2 separate regions of the Mus musculus genome follow, and region 2 is linked to region 1. A link is a contact called in public Hi-C data. All regions are on one chromosome and are shown on one strand. The core of a region is the stretch at or near the end of the contact, and the rest is flanking DNA. Distances in the headings are between cores, read along the strand shown.

The links. A called contact is a pair of places that touch in the nucleus more often than the background predicts.
Region 2: a Hi-C map of uterus shows a contact between it and region 1. The contact joins the promoter of Ndrg2 here to the promoter of Pip4p1 in region 1. A contact is called at or near these places in 1 of 39 promoter capture datasets (hippocampal neurons), 1 of 484 Hi-C or Micro-C datasets (uterus) and 2 of 115 datasets of contacts at active chromatin or transcription factors (both in embryonic stem cells).

The regions. Positions count from the first base shown.
Region 1 is chr14:50,928,721-50,933,705 of GRCm38.p6, reverse strand. It overlaps Pip4p1 (phosphatidylinositol-4,5-bisphosphate 4-phosphatase 1), which reads left to right and starts at 2,857. Exons shown (of 7, transcript NM_001033271.5): 1 at 2,857-3,093; 2 at 3,382-3,572; 3 at 4,016-4,122; 4 at 4,399-4,504; 5 at 4,648-4,700; 6 at 4,795-4,885. The coding sequence starts at 2,931.
Region 2 is chr14:51,910,971-51,915,955 of GRCm38.p6, reverse strand. Ndrg2 (N-myc downstream regulated gene 2) reads left to right here and starts at 2,468. Exons shown (of 15, transcript NM_001145959.1): 1 at 2,468-2,633; 2 at 4,410-4,490. The coding sequence starts at 4,416.

The sequences.
Region 1 (4,985 bases), core at 1,608-4,107:
CACAAAAAGATGTAAAGGTGTGTACTGAGGAATTCATAAATTATCATGTACTTCCTTCAATACCTCACATACTTGTCAGAAAATATCCAATCTAGTGGCTAACATTTACTTTCATTTGATTTCTAGTCTACACCCTGTATTTGATCTGTAACAAAAACATCACCTAGAGGCCAAATGACAAATGAATAAATGAATGAACAGTAGATAAATACATAAACCATTTATTCTCTCTCTCTCTCACACACACACAAACTCATTTATTCTACTTTGACCCTTCAGAGTATAAAATGGGTTCTTTCCTCCCTACATTGTTTTGGTGGCAGGAATGCATACTAGGATTGAAATCCCGGGCATAATGTGTGCTAGGCAAGTGCTTCACCACTGAAATATGTCCCCAGTTCTACTTTTAACTTTTTTTGTATAGCTAGAACCGGATATAAGTTATCATAAAACACAACTTTAGTGAAGATGGAGGTATCGTATCACAAAAGGATAGATTTGGGGGGCTATATATAGCAAGGGCCCAAATAGCGAAACCTAACCTAATTGAGAGTCTATAGCAGAAATCAGCAAGAACAGCAAACTGGCCTGTTGTCTGCAGAGCTGTGACTCATTTTTTAAGTATGTGCTGGGGAGTGTTGGGGTTGTTGAAGACAAGTCTGATGGTAGAAACTAATCTGAAAAAAAAAAAAAACCTGTGTCTAAAACTATCAGAACCTAGAATCAGGCATGGTGTCTCAGGCCTTTGAGGAGAGGTGGGACTTGCCAAGAATTTAAGACCAGCCTAGTTCAAGGATGAGACCCTATTTAAAAAAAAAAAAAATCAAACCAAAACAAAAAAGCCTCCATTTACAATTTCTTTGCTGAAGACAAAAATTAAGCAAAGTCTAAAGACGTTCATCTACCAAATATGACAAAACTATCTTTGGATTTGAGTCACTAGCTGAATCAATAAACACATGTGTATATATCTGACAGGTCAGTATACATCAATTGAGTAAAATGATGCACTTCCCTTCCATCGGTGGAGAGAGACACTAATAAAAGATAATTTTCATTTCAGCAATGGAGGTATTTAGATCAGTTGTGGATCACTGTAGTGGCCTCCATCTGCTCTGAGGAAAGGCTGCTTCTTTAATGGTGTATTTGAGAGAGAGAGAGAGTGTGTGTGTGTGTGAGGGGGGGGAGCAGGCAGACGTGTGGATACATATATATAGGTATTTATTTAGAATGCTGTTCAGAATTTTAGTGTTTTAGGAGGGCAGCAGCAGTGGGTTTTCTCCTAGGGCCCATGACGTCACCAGCCACAGTAGTTGACAAGGTTGACAGAAGCACACCATCCCAGGCCTAAAGTCCAGCAGGTTACCCTTGAGATGAAGTGCCACACTATTGAACCCACTCTTGCTGGGCTGGCCATTGTGATTTGTAGGGGGTTTTAGTTGCTTTTCTCCCATGGCAGCTTCCGTAGACAGCACTTGCACACATGCTTTGAGAGGGGCTTTCAGGTTGGTTCCAACCTTAACCCTTGTAGAGACACTTGTAGAATTAATTATAATTTTACAGCTATGCTTAGAGGCAAATGCCTGTATTCTCAATTACCCGGGAGGTTTGCGAAGAATCACCAAATTCCAAGCCAGGATCTTGTCTCAAAACTAAAGACTGTGGATGTAGCAGTGGTAGTACAGCACATTTTCAGAATTAAAAAAAAATTATTATTATTATCTTTTTTAGGCGCTGAAAGGGAACCTAGGGCTTCCAGCATGGTTACCATTAAGTTCACCAGATAGCATCACCATAACCATCCTACAGGAACAGTCTCTCATTTCCGTTTGTGAGTCAAATCGGACTCAAACTCATGATCCTCTTGCTTTAGCCAGCCTCAGACTCAGCATGCGCACTAGGCTTTTAGACAGTCTTCATATAGCTCAGGCTGGTCTCAAACTCTTAGCCAAACCCGAATGTCTGATCCTCCTGTCTCCATCTTCCATAGTCTGGGATTACAGCCCTACACTGTGACCTTCTGTTTTTTTAACTTTGGACGTTTTTATTTTATATATATGTGTGTGTGCCCACGCACTTAAGCCACGTGTATGTAGCTGCCGGGTGCACAATCTCCAGGAGGTAGAGTTACAGGTAGCATCGGCCCTAGGACTCAAACTAGGCTCCTTTGAAAGAGCAGAAAGTTCCCTTAACCGCTAACGCATCTTCCCAGTGCCCCGCCCTCTTGTATTCTGATCCTCCTTGTGTAGTTCAGTGTTTCTCTCCGCTACCCTGGAATTCCCTTTCCTAACTCATCTCCCCAAGTGTTGCATTTACAGGCATACGCAACCACATCACCACTACTCGGGGGCCTTGTGCCAAGTCAGACAAGCGTGCTAAGCCCTCAAGCTCCCGGTGGCTTTTCGATTCTTGTCCAGGTTTTAGGGCGGTTCCCGCGGCCCAGGATACCAGCCCTGCCAGCCAGAAGGCAGCCGCCCTCACGTTCTGGCGCTAAATTTGGGCCAATAGGGTTACGTCCCACGGGAGACTTGGGCCCAATGAGGAGCGACTCACGCGACAGGCTGCGCACGTGACGCGTGCGGGGCAGCCGCCCACCTGGGCCGGAGGTAGCGCGACCGCCCCACTTCCAATCGCTCGCACAACTTCGAGTCACGTGCAGTGTTTACGGACTCAGCAGCTACGGGAAGACCATGTGACAGTGACGTGACACGTCTCTCTCCAATGGAGAAGGGACGCTCCCTTACAAACCGGGAACTGTTTCAGGTCCACGAATGACAGCGCAGAGGGGCGGGGCCAGCCTGTCACGTGAGCGGGGCGGCACTGGCTGCGGGCGAACGCGGCGCGCAGGCGCCTTAGGGACCCGGTAGCGACGGCGGCGGCGGCGGTGGCAGCGGCGGCGGGAGCTGGTCGCTGACCGAGCGGGAGTCGCCATGGCGGCAGACGGAGAGCGCTCCCCGCTGCTCTCCGAGGCCGGCGATGGCGGCGCTGGTGGCAACGGCTTAGCGGGCCCGGGCGGGAGCGCGACCGGGCCCGGTGGAGGCCTGACGCCCTCCGCACCTCCGTACGGAGCCGGTAAACATGCCCCGCCCCAGGGTAAGCCGGAGGTCTGAGGTGCACGCAGGCCTAGGGGCGGATCGGGTCAGGGGGCGGAGCCTGCTTCCGCGCCAGGTGTGGCCCCGTGGCACCTGTCACGGGGCGAGGCATCCTCGGTCCGCAATCACTGCCTAAGCCTGGCCTGAAAGCGGGTTTTGAGGAAACTGATCTGAGCGCTTTTTTTGTGAGCAGCGGATCGAGCTTACTCAGAGGGTTCCCCACGTCCGTGGAGCATCCGTGGGAAGTGTTCGAATGATGATTTTGGGTTTATCTGCTTCCTCTTCGTAGCATTTCCCCCGTTCCCTGAGGGACATCCAGCCGTGTTGCCTGGAGAGGACCCACCCCCCTACTCACCCTTGACTAGCCCGGATAGTGGGAGTGCCCCCATGATTACCTGTCGCGTCTGTCAGTCTCCGATCAACGTGGAAGGCAAGATGCATCAGCATGTAGTCAAATGTGGTGTCTGCAACGAAGCCACTGTGAGTTATAACTATCTGCAGAATGGGCCTTGTTTCCTGGATCCTCTTTCTGGTTCAACACCCTGTTCATGAAACTTTCAGTTCCTGCATCTTGCAGCAGCCATTTCTTTAGAAGCCACTCACTAAAAATAACGTTCACCAAGCTCTCACTTTTTGATCTTTCCTGGACCTGAAGTGTAGTTCTCACTGGCAGTTGTTGCAGTTGCTTTTGATTTTTGTATTTTGGGGTTCTCTGCTTTTCTGAGACGATCTCACAATGACCCGGGTTCCCATCAGACTCTGCAATCTTCCTGCCCCAGTCTCACAGGCACACTCTACTCTGCTGGCAACATTTGTATATCTCAAATGTCTGATTCTCTTTCTCAGTAATGTCCTTGCAGAGGACTGGGATAATGGGCTTCTCTGCTGAAATGCCCATTGTTCCTTTATTCATTGTTCTCTAGCCCATCAAGAATGCACCTCCAGGAAAGAAGTATGTCCGATGCCCCTGTAATTGTCTCCTTATCTGCAAAGTGACTTCTCAGCGGATTGCCTGCCCTCGGCCCTACTGGTAAGAGACCTAAGAAGAGAAGGCCATATGTAAGGAAAGTTGTAAAGCAATAGGGAAACAAACAAACAAAAAAACAAACAAAAATCTAGAGCTGGGCAAGGTGGTGCATGCCTGTGTTCAATCCCAGCACCTGAGAAGTGGAGGCAGGAAGGCCTGTGTAGTAGCACCTTGAATGTCTAGTCATCCTGCCTACACCTCCTAAGTGCTGGGATGCAGTGTGTCATCAGATCCAAATAGAACTAAGAATTTTAAAAACATACTTTTCCCCCTGTATAGCAAAAGAATCATCAACCTAGGGCCTGTGCATCCAGGACCTCTGAGTCCAGAGCCACAGCCAATGGGTGTCAGGGTCATCTGTGGACATTGCAAGAACACGTTTCTGGTGAGGAGGGATATTGGGAAACCCTGGAGGAGGCAAGTACTAGGAATAGTAGTAAATCCTGAAAAGAATTTCCTCCTCCCCCCTGCTTTCGGGTTCTCATGGAGGAGAGCCTTCTTTCTATGGCTGTTCTTCTTTTTCCATAGTGGACAGAATTCACAGACCGAACCTTGGCACGATGCCCTCACTGCAGAAAAGTGTAAGTGGTTAGGGATTGTACTGGTGACTGGGTGGTGGGTGGCATAAAATCAACAGGGCTATTCCAAATATCAGTTTCTATTGGCTCCCCACAGGTCATCTATTGGGAGACGATATCCTAGGAAGAGATGTATTTGCTGCTTCTTGCTTGGTTTACTCTTGGCAGTCACTGCCACTGGCCTTGCTGTGAGTAGCCTCAATGCAAACCTCTTACCAGCCTCATCACAGGCTAAGATTTGAGAAGGTGATACCTTAAAGAATGGTGAGAGAGCTGGTGTTGGGTTCT
Region 2 (4,985 bases), core at 1,219-3,718, 980 kb before region 1:
GTTAGCCTGCAGTCTCTAGTCTCCGGGGGTGGGGCTACAGAAGTATTGCTAGGGGCCCTGAAATCTTTTAGTTAAAACAAGATTGAGTGTGAACGCTAAATAATGTGCTTTGTAAATGCATATATGATGGCTAGAGTACCCTAAACATTACCTTTAAGTATTTCTGGATTTCCAATTTGTGCTTTCTTCCTCAGGGGTTATTAAAACCATCCCGGGGAAGTGAAAAGCTCTTCTCTCCCACTGGAGAGCGGTGGAGGCTGCTACAAGACTTGTTCTCTATACACCGATCTTATAGATTATTTTCCCTGGCCTTTTCTATATTTATATGCTTCTTCAATCCCTGGATCACAAACTGTCCAAAAACATTTCCCTTCTTTGACTGTCGTCCATCCAGTGGTTTGTACACTGAAAGTGCTTGAAGCATAGTTCGAAACTGCTTTTGACTCAGAGAAAGTCGGTTAGATATTGTCCGTGTTGGCATACTTGTACTCGGGTTAGTCTTGAACCTGTAGAGTGAAGAACAATGAGGCAGAGGCAGTTTTGTGTGTGTGTGTGTGTGTGTGTGTGTGTGTGTGTGTGTGTGTCCTCAGGAGCTGTCTAGAGAGCCCCTAGGTCTAGGAAGTAAACAGATCTCAGTGGAAATTTCCCACTTCCCCAAGCCCCCGTGTCTGCCCGTTATCAGGTTCCCCCTGAGTCATCCTGACCCAGAGACGGATTTAGATGCTGGAACCTTCCAGTCTCTCCCTCCCCCTCTCTAAGTATGTCTACTTTAGACACATGAAGCCTGCAGGCTGAAGTGCTCAGTCCAGGTTCTCCTGCTTTCTACAAGCCACAGGGGCTGTTGAGAGCTTTCTAAAAATCTTACTCATATGTAGCTCTGCTCTTGAAGTCCAGCAAACTTCTCATTCAGGAGAGCATAAAACCTGCACCTAGGGGCTAGGCAGAAAGCTAGGATGCCAGGTTTCTGTGCCAGTTTCTAGGGCAACTCTTATGAAGGGAGCAGGAGAAAAGAACAGAGGGAAACTTGGGGTTCTGTTTGGGGGATATAGGAAGCTCTTTAGGTCTAGGGTTTTTATTTTTTATTTATTTTTTTCTTTTCTAAAGCTGGGTTTGAGCCTACCCAGGTCTCCTCCTCCTCCCTCTTGGCCTCTCCTCTTTTCCAACAGACCTGCCAAGTGGGGATGAAAGGGGCATTGATGTTCCTTGGGGAGGGGGGTTGTGCGTGGTGAGGGTAGTTCCCAGGCAGGGGGGAGGGCAATCTGGGGGTCTTGGGGGGAGCAGTCTGCTCTGGTGTTGCAGTTGGCAGCTCCGGTTCCATTGGACATTGTTTTCAACTGGCCTGGCGCCCAGCCCCCTAAATGGCAAGTCTGGAACTAGGCTGAAGGGGGATGGGGCAGGGTTGATTCTGGGAGCAGGGGTGCGAGAACGAGGGCAAGTGGGGAAATACAATCTGGTTGCTTAACACAACTTCCAGTCCATCAACCGTTCCACTTCAGCAATCTTTCTTTAAAGAGCACAGGGAGGACGTGTCTCAGATGTGAATCTTGTGGAAGTCTAGGATAGGATGGTAAACCCACCAGGCACCGAGGGTCCAGCCCAGGAGACAGCAGCTCAGGAGGCATCGGCAGCAGGGTACTGCCACTCAGCTTTTCAGAGCTGACCTCGCCCTCCTTTTCGGGGTTGGACTAGGAGGGGTTAGCGCCTCAGCCACAGGGTCTCTTGGGTCTCAGCCCAGGACATCCAGTCCTCCTCAAACCCTTTACTCCACCCTTGCAGAGTTAGCTCCGCCTCCGCGCCTGTTTACACAGGAGTCAGAGCCCTTGGGGGGTCCCCAGCCCCTCCTCTACCCGCCCCCCTCGTTGGGGCCTTGACCCGGGAGTCGCTGTTGGCCATCATCTTTCCCCTCCTTCGTTCATCCTCTATTTATAGCGGCCCCCAGCATTTCCCGGCCCCCCCCCCCCCCAACTCCCTGCTTGTTGTCCAACTTCTCACGGAGCAGTCGGAGAGCAAGCGGCGGGACTCGGCTGAGGAGGTACCAGCACCCCAATTGTTGGGAATTCCTATGCCCTCGACGCCCCGTCTCCAGACACGCTGTCACCACTACCCATACCTGCCCCGAGACCGGGTCTGAGCGGTGGCCCTCGCCCACCTCCCCCTTCCTTGATCTAGCTCTCTGTTTCCGGGCGGGCGGAGCTGAAATCGTGGGACGTAGGCACCTTGGGTTGGTCTCCCCACTTTACCCGTCGCTGCCACTCAATCTGGGGGGCTAGGAAGAGAGCCAAAAGTGAGCCTGGCAGAGCCAGGTCACAGTAGGGGCGCCGTTGATGTGGGCGTGGGGACCATTTGGGGGTTTAAGGGATCCCCCACGCTCACCCCACTTCACACGGCTTAGGGTTTATGGGGAGCACTCAGAGAGCCTATGAGCATCACCTCTGTGTGCTCCCAAGCCGCACCCTCTCGCCCCTCCCCTGGTAGCCCAGGCGAGTTACGGGGCGTGTTTATGGGGGGTCGGGGCGGATCTGCAGGGAGATGGCCCGGGGGCGGGCCCAGGGCGGGTCTGTGGGGAGCCAGAGCTAGGGCGGACCTAAGTCAAAGGCAAGTGAAGGTGGCAGCGACCGCGGCGGCTGCAGCAGGTAGGGGGAGGGGCAAGCGCGCCTCTGGGCTGGCAAGGCGCGGGCCCGGAGGGTGGGCATCGTGGTTCTGGTCTCCTGGCTGTAGTTCGGGGGAAGGGGCTGGCTGAGCGAGGAGCTCCGCTGCTGCGCACAAAGGCAGAAGAGCTGCAAAGTGCAGGGCGTGTTTGGGGCGCTCTTGAGATGATGTACAGGGTCCTGGGCACTACGTGCCCGCCGTGAGAGGGTGTTGGTTCGGACGAGGAACGGCAGCGAGAAGCTCATAGGGGTCAGGTTTCGTGTTCTGGGAGCAGCCAGTCAAGTCCTAACCATCTTTTCCCGGCTGGCACATGGCTGGCAGTCCGGGGAAGTGCGGAGGTTACGGGCAGCCCTATCCCCCCCTCTCCTTTCTCCACCCGACCTACAATTACACTGGGTGGAGGGGAGAGATGAAGGCTTGAAGCTTGTTTGTTTTTAAATGGTGAAGGAAAAGGTCATGCTGTACTACCTACATATCAACTGAGAACCGTCAAAACCGAGTAGTGACTAACTGGACAAGGTCACCTAATAGTGGCACTTGGGTAGGACCCAGAGGTTTTGACACAGTCATGCTCTATCGCCATGTCAGCTCTCTGCTCTCTTCATAGACTACCCAGCCTGGACCTGCTTGTTTTGCCTCGCAGGCCCCTCCAGCTTGTATTGATTGGAACCTAGAGAGGACGTGTTCTCTGGACTCAGGGGAGATTAGAAAGGGTTAGTGACCCTGGAATCCTGGGTCTTGGCTCTGGCCTTATGTCCCTAAAAGACCCAGGTCCGTCTCCCATGTCATTCACCTTGTTCCTGTGTTTTCTCAGACCCTAGAGTCAGGACTAAGAACCCTGACCTCCACGCTCACCGTATCCAACCAATAGGAGCTCAGTAAATTGACCCCACCCACCCCATGCTGCTGGCTTGCTTTCTTTTCTTTTCTTTTTCTTTTTCTTTTTCTTCTTCTTTTTTTTTTTTCAAGTCTGCACAGGTGCTCTGCTGCTCTCTAGATCTACCATTGTTGGTGTGCGCTCATTTGTGTACAAGAGAGAGAGAGAGAGAGAGAGAGAGAGAGAGAGAGAGAGAGAGAGAGAGAGAGAGAGAGAGAGAGATTGATTGGATTGGATATCTAGGTCCCTCTGTTGAGTGCTTGATAGTCACTGCCTCAGTCCTTTTTAGCCCCTCAAGATGCTGACATTGGAGCTATAGTTGAAGGTCATGGTCAGTTGTGAACCCTTACCACTCTAGCCCAGTCAGTGAGGTAGTGTGGGGCGTCCCCTAAAGATAGCTTAAGAAACTGGAGCCACATTGCTTCCCCAGCCTCGGTGTCTCCCTCCAGGGGCGGAGAGGGAGGAGCATTGTGAGGTACGAGGTGAGAATGTTGGGGTTGAGGGGCAGCCGGCAGCCATGGGGCCGGTGGTCTGAAGAGATGTGCTGTCCTGTTTGGTATTGCCCTGGAAGTGGGGCGGGGGAGCCAGAAAAGCTCTCCGTGTGTCTTGGCGTTTTCAGCTCTGGTGTTGCTCTGCACCTTGCATTGCATTGCATTGGACTGAGAGTACAGAGGCTAAGCTGCCTCCCTCCAGGGCTTATTGTTTTGTTTTGTTGTTTTTGAGACAGGGTTTCTCTGTGTAGCCCTGGCTGTCCTGCAGCTCTCTCTGTAGACCAGGCTGGCCTCAAATTCAAGAGATCCGCCTGCCTCTGCCTCCTTAGTATTGGGATCAAAGGTGTGCGCCACCACTGCCTGACTGGTTTACTGTTTTTGTATCCTGCCAGGCCACCATGGCAGAACTTCAGGAGGTGCAGATCACCGAGGAGAAGCCGCTGTTGCCAGGACAAACACCCGAGACTGCCAAGGTTTACAGAGACTCTCTGACTTCCCTGCCTCGGTCCCATGCTCTGAACATCCCCCCTTGCCTCCCCACCTCCCCAGGCCCGTGGCTCTCATTCTAATGCACGCCCCTCTCCACCCATCTCCTCCCATCTCTCGGCCTAGACACTGTACAAGGGAGCCCGCCAGACCTCGTCCCGTCACTACACTAACCTTCATCCTCTCCTGTCTTGTTTTTTGTCCCTCTTTCTGTATTTGGTGTCTGTTGGTCTCTCTTTACCTACCTTTTTGTGTCCGTCTCTCCATTTGCTGTCTGTCTCTGTCCGTGTGTGTCTGTGTGTGTCTGTGTGTCGTGTCTCTCCAGGAGGCCGAGTTAGCTGCCCGCATCCTCCTGGACCAGGGACAGGTAACCATGGGGGGCTGTGCTAGGGTGGGAGGAGAAGCTCTTCTGTCCCCCAACTGAGAGGGCCCCAATCTGGCCCTCTGCATCCCTCCCATTTATCCTCTCTTCCCTCCTTTTT